2 separate regions of the Sus scrofa genome follow, and region 1 is linked to region 2. A link is a contact called in public HiChIP or PLAC-seq data. All regions are on one chromosome and are shown on one strand. The core of a region is the stretch at or near the end of the contact, and the rest is flanking DNA. Distances in the headings are between cores, read along the strand shown. Region 1 has its middle 15 kb from the start of MSGN1. Region 2 has its middle 82 kb from the start of KCNS3.

Evidence for each region. HiChIP or PLAC-seq counts read pairs in DNA pulled down with a chosen protein or histone mark.
Region 1: a contact with region 2 is called in an H3K27ac HiChIP or PLAC-seq map of skeletal muscle. The contact joins two enhancer-like sites.

What each region holds. Positions count from the first base shown.
Region 1 is chr3:120,048,317-120,051,462 of Sscrofa11.1, reverse strand. No RefSeq gene overlaps it. Among named protein-coding and RNA genes, the nearest start is that of MSGN1, 15 kb to the right of the region's middle. Within about 2 kb of position 1,877, at least 4 of the 83 cell types and tissues checked have an H3K27ac peak or open chromatin away from gene starts, as enhancers often do. A contact at or near this core is called in skeletal muscle, where this site is marked.
Region 2 is chr3:119,905,067-119,908,232 of Sscrofa11.1, reverse strand. No RefSeq gene overlaps it. Among named protein-coding and RNA genes, the nearest start is that of KCNS3, 82 kb to the left of the region's middle. Within about 2 kb of position 1,907, at least 15 of the 83 cell types and tissues checked have an H3K27ac peak or open chromatin away from gene starts, as enhancers often do. A contact at or near this core is called in skeletal muscle, where this site is marked.

The DNA of each region.
Region 1 (3,146 bases), core at 628-3,127, 140 kb before region 2:
AAGTGTGTGAGTCAATTCAAATGCAAATTCCTCCTGGAGAGCATCTTTTGGCTTTTTGTTTGTTTTCAGGTATCTCTGTAGATGAGAGTGGATAATGGGTACCTGAATTTCAGGAAAGGCAGAGACAATCCAGAGTAGGTGTTGAAGAGGAGTAGATGTTGGAAGAAACCTGGGGGTACAGGGCACTCATCGGTGGGAGCAGAAAAAGGCACAGTGGAGCCCAAGGGGCACACAGCAGGGTAACTTCTCCATCCAGCCCCTGGGATCCAACCTAGCAGACATCGGGATATGGTAGTTCTGAACCATGTGTTCAGTCTCCTTCTGCAGGTTAGGTCAGCTGCCTGACAGTATTACCTGCCAAAGAATTTGACTGAGGTGTAATGTGACCAGTTAAGTTTCTAAAACAGAGCTGCAGCAAGAATATATTCTCAGCAAAGATCACTCCCGAAAACAGGTTGAGCCCGTTTCTATTTTGGCCTCAGGCTTCCCAAGAAAGTTCACTGGCTTACTTCATAACTGGCCCATTGTTGGCTCAGTTAAGAGAATTGGCTACTACTTTTGTAAAAAGAAAAAAAAATTGCCTCCAAGGCCATACCCACAGATATATGATCATAGCTTTCCAGGAAACAGATATGTCATGAGGAAAGTGGAGTTCAAGCCCCTTCCCTAAGTCTTCTGAGGTCAAATCACTGACGTATAGAAATACCAGGACTGGAGTTCGGACCACCTCCACCCAAGCCTGTTGTCACCCTCAGTGTAATAAGTTTCAGTTAGGCATCTAAAGAGGACCAAACCCTTGGTTGGGCCATATGTTTTCTAGATAAGGTTTAGGATATGGTAGGAAGAGCCCAGTGTTTGGGGAGGAACACCCCATTCTCCAAAGGCCAGACCACCCATTTATTTGGAACATCTATTACATCAGAACTCTTCATTTGTACACTTCCTAAAAGGGCATTTAGTGTTTTATGCAAAGCACTGTAGCAAGTGGTTAAGACCTTGGACCATTAGCATGTGACCTCAAGCAGGTTACTTGACCTCTTTAAGCCACAGGTGTTTCATTGTGAAGTATGGATACTAACACTCCCCACCCCCTAGAGTTGTGTGTTGATTAAACCGTGAGATAAAGTACTAATCAAAATGCATGGAGAGTACTCCATCTATGTTCATAATGATTTGAAAATTCAACCCCACATAGGACAGGATGCTTTAAAGTAGAAAAATGAGTTTAAAAGAGTAGAGAAATAGATGTTTTTAAGCAAGTGGGCACTGAATACACATCATTACACAGTAAGTGATGGGCCATTGAGAGTAACTGAAGAAAGGAAGCCTCTCATAGTCCTCAGCTCATAGTCTAGTTGAGTGCCGTGTACCATAGGAGGAAAGCCTTGTGTTAGCCCACGGACACAGTAGACACAACCCCCCGCCACCAAGGGGTTGACTGGTAGTCAGAGTAGACTGCAAAACACCATTAGGATTTGGAGAGGCAATGGAACGGCACCACTCACCCCAGGCAGGAAAACTACACCAGCCAAGGACTAGCAGTGGGATGCGTGGCCTGTCCTCTATGGACAGTGAGAAAGGAAAGTCCAGACTGAAGAAAAGGGAGATAAAGTGAGGAGTGAATAGGTAGCTTTAGTGACAAGTAAGCTGGCTTAATGAGAATATCCAAAGCAAAAACAGACCAAGGGCTCAGGCACAGTCCCCAGAGTGTTGGAGAAAACTAAGATCTATTAGATGGCAACAGTTTGCATTATGGGGAAAAGAGGGGGGTGGGAAGGGGAGTAGGAAATTTATCTCCAACCCAGCTGTTTGTCCCTTCGGGCAGACAAGGCTCCCCAGGTCCACTCTTCAGCAGAGCCCATCACAAAATCTGATGATTGAAAAGGCTGTGCAGCCTCAAAGACTCTGCTTTCCATGCCTAAGAATGTCCAGGAAAAAGTCGAGTTGAAGACACTTACCTTCTCTCTGCCTGGCTTTCTCACTTGTACTTGCCCAACCTGGTCTTCCTTCAAGGCATAATTAGATTACATCTTCAGGATGCTTTGAGCTCCGAGAAGGGTATCATGCACGGACCCCCGGGTGTGGTTATTTCCGCAGATTCCATTTCCTCTGTTCTCTTTGAATCCATCTCCTGGTAACAGCTGTCTGGCTCCCTAAAGCCCTCAACAGCTGCAATGAGCCCACCATTTGAGCCCATGGATGACACAGGCTCAGCCCTGAGATGCAGCTGTTCTTTAAAGCCTCATGTCTCAGCCCTCCCCCTGGATCTGGACCACAAAGAAAGCCGTTCATTAACCCCCTACATTTCAACTTTTCCTATGAGGGATCCCATGGTGGCCCAGTCTCTTAATTCTGCCACGTATTGCTAGTTTTGCCACCGGCAAGCGCAAAAAGCCTCTCTAAACTTCAGTTTACTCAATTCTCCGATGGCAATGATGATGCTACCCATCCCATGAGGTTGTTGTGAAGCTCCGAGGATATAATTAGATGTGAAAATCTACGTCTTATAAGGCAATCGTCCTGCATTAGGTGTTATTAAAGTCCTTGTTTCTGATTTTTAACAAGTGAAAAAATTATTAACAATACGGGCAGTACTATAAACTTCTGAATTGGGCTTTCCATATGAACGGTCACTGAGGAGTAGAGGGGGCACAGGTTTCTGGAGAAGATGCCAGAAAGCCATCTTAGAGGGACTGAGAGAATCTGAGAAGTTAAGGGGCAGGTGTGTGTTGGAGGGAGAGCCTTGGGTGAGGGATGCAGCCCACGCAAAGGCTGAGAGAAGAAAATGTGGTCTAGGGACAGTGTAGGGCCATCTGGAACGGGGCAGAGATTATGCTTGAGGACCAGGAGGACATAAAGTTGGAAGGCTCAGGATGGGCCAGAGTATGGCTGGCCTTCAATGAGAGGCAGATAAGTTACAGGAGAGGTTTTAATAACATGGTAAAGTCAAGCCCTGGAGGCCCCCCAGGCCTGCACTCTGCCTCCTAGGATTTGTCTCTAACAATCTAGACCAAAGGGCCTGCATTGGACAGCTCTTGGCTTCCTGGTGCCAGTCTCAGTAACTCTTGGGCCCCTGGAGGTCTTAGCTGTTTGTCAGCGATTCCCCTCTTTCCACCTTCTTAATTACGGAGATTACACGGCTCCTG
Region 2 (3,166 bases), core at 658-3,157:
TCTGAAATATTCCATTTTAAAGTCAAAGTAATGAAACACAGATAGGGGAGGGGTCTCACCCAAGGTCACAGTTACAGTAAAACTCAGACTACAGCTCAAGGATCCTAGCCTTCTGTGCGGTGCAATTTCTGCCACACTGGGTCTGGAGTGTAAGCTCAGTGACAAATGGGACCTCAAACAGCACCTGGCATACAGAGAGTGTTGGCTGGTAACTCGATAAGGGACAAAGTGCTTACGTTTTAACTTCCTAGCAGCACAGAAAAGCTTCTTTTGGAACTTGGTGTGATTGAGTTTTCCCATCTGTTCTAAATCCGCAGGCTACCTGGCCTATAGGCTGCTCAGCACCATCCCCAGCTCATGCTTGTCTGAGCATCTGAGAGTAGCCAAGCCCACGGTGATAGTAAGGTGAGGAGACCAGAGGCCATACACTCAGGCCAAGCCTGCTTGAGTCCTGCTCTGACTTGGCTTGGATTCTTGCTGGGTTCTTACTCTAGCATGATTCAGCAATTGAAGCTGTGTTGTGACTACCTGAGGTGGAAGTCCATGCCTTGCTTTCTTCCTCATTATCTCTTAGTCAGACTAATCTAGGCTTTAATGCAGTAACAAACAAGTCCCCAATCTCAGTGGCTTAATATATAAAGGTTCATTTCTCACCCAGAGTCTGGCAGCTCTCTAGGACAGATCACCCACCCCCCTTTATTAATTAAAGTAGAGCTTCTTAGGACATTTTCCTGTTAAATGTCTCCCTTTCCCTTTCTCTCTCTCTTTTCTTTTTGTCTCTTTAGGGCTGCGCCTGTGGCATATGGGGTTGAAACGGAGCTGCAGGTGCCGGCCATAGCCACAGGCAGCAATGTGGGATCCCAGCAACATCTTCCAACTACACCATAGCTCACGGCAATGCCAGATCCTTAACCCACTGAGCAAGGCCAGGGATGGAACCCTAGTCCTTGCGGATACTAGTCGGGCTTGATACTGCTGAGCCACAGCGGGAACCTCAGGACAGTTCCCTTTTACACAGTGACTTAAAGATCTCAGTTTCTTGCATCTTGCTTTGGCACCATGTGAAAAACATGGCTTCCAGATCAGCTGACAGAGGAAAAGTGAGCCGGAGGGCTGTGCACTCTTAAATGCTCTAGCTTATGGAGTTCCTGTCGTGGCGCAGTGGTTAACGAATCCGACTAGGAACCATGAGGTTGTGGGTTCGGTCCCTGCCCTTGCTCAGTGGGTTAATGATCCGGCGTTGCCGTGAGCTGTGCTGTAGGCTGCAGACGCGGCTTGGATCCCGAGTTGCTGTGGCTCTGGTGTAGGCCGGTGGCTACAGCTCCGATTCAACCCCTAGCCTGGGAACCTCCATATGCCGCAGGAGCGGCCCAAAGAAATAGCAAAAAGACAAAAAAAAAAAAAAAAAAAAAAATTAAAATAAATAAATAAATAAATAAATGCTCTAGCTTAGAAAAGAAACACATCACTTCTGCTCAGTGCCTATTGGCCAGAACTAGTTACTGTTACCTGGACTTCTCCAACTGCAAGGGCCTTGGAAATTTAGAAAAGCACATAGGCTTTGGTAAGTAATAAAAACCTCTGTCAGGATGGAATCAGGCAAGTAAGAGATCAGAAGATTTTCATCTTTTTTTTTTTCCCTAAAAAAAATCTTGCAATAAGCTGACTTTGCACAGTGGAATGTTCCTTGTGGCTTAACAAGACATAAACAGCGCTATTGGTGGGTCTAGGAAATATATGCAGTGAGGCTTTAGGCTCTTGAGAACTTTGCCAGACCCAGTGGCTGCTCTGAGCTTAGGGCACACGAGTAGTCTCACTGAGTAATAAAAGGTGGGGTGGACGTGATTGGGCTGACCCCCAGTTGGCTGACTATTCAGTTCAGACAGAGCTAAAGAAAAACAGTTGCTCAGCGGCCTTTCAACTCTGCTCCTTTCCTGTTATTTCTTCAGCCATTTATAGCCTAGTGTCTGGATAGAGCTGGGCCAAAGTTTGGCAGGATTTGAGGCAGATAAATCATTTGCAGACCAGCAAGGGCCTCACAGCTTTACTTGGAAAGGGAAAATTGGGAGCTTGTACTGGGCTGGTATACCAACCTGTCCTTTTACTGGCCAAGAGCGCTTTCATTTTCACCCCCACGGAGGCCAAGCACAATTGACTTAATGTTTTCTGCTCTTGTGTAGGATCACCTACTAAAAGAGGGCTTTATTTCTTACTTTTAAGTAAAGTCAGAGACTTTAAGTTACACCTGAGAAAAAAGAGGGACAAAAATTAACTGTACATCATTCCCTCTTTCTCCTCCAATTTTTCTCAGCCCCACATCTAATCAGTTATCAGATGATCTTAACTATGCCTTCTGATGATCTCTACAATATATTTTATACCCCAAACCTGATTGCCTTTGCCTTAGGTTAAGGCTCTTCTCTATCCCATCCAGAATATTTTAGTAGCATCCTAACTGGTCTTGCTACCCTCAGTCTTAATTTAACTGGTTTGGTTTTTATCCTTCTGACAGAGTAATATGTCAAACCCAAATATAACCCTATCACAAACACACGTAACATTTTTTTTTCCAATGGCTTTTGATTATCTGTGGAATAAATTTCCATTCCTCCTATTTTAGTGCATACAGCTTGTCATGATGTGGCTGCTGGTTTTCCTCTACGGTCTCTCATCTCCATACTCCTAGCACGGGGGGGATAACTGGTGGGTACCAGATTGTCTTATGCCCATTCGTGCCTCTGCTTCTTCCCATATGTTGCTACCCAGAATGCTGCTGTCTTATTTCTTCATCTTGCAAACTCTTTAATCGTTCAGGATTCAGCCCACACATCATTTTCCCTAGGGAAAATTTCTAGATCCCCTCAGTTAGGCTAGCCAGCCTACATTTGGATTCTGGCAGCATTTATTGCACTCCATTATAATATATAATGTACTCAGAATCCACGTAGATTCTGAATAGCCATCTTGAAGGCAGAAACCGTATCTTACTTAACTTTGTCTCTGTTATGTGTGACTCTGTTTTTGAACACCCCATTCTGTTCTGTTGATCTTTATGTCTACATTTATGCCAACATCACACTGTCTTCAAAATTGTAGCTTTATAATAAGTCTTGAAATAAAATAGGGTAAGAATCACAACTTAGTTCTTATTTTCAAGTTGATATGG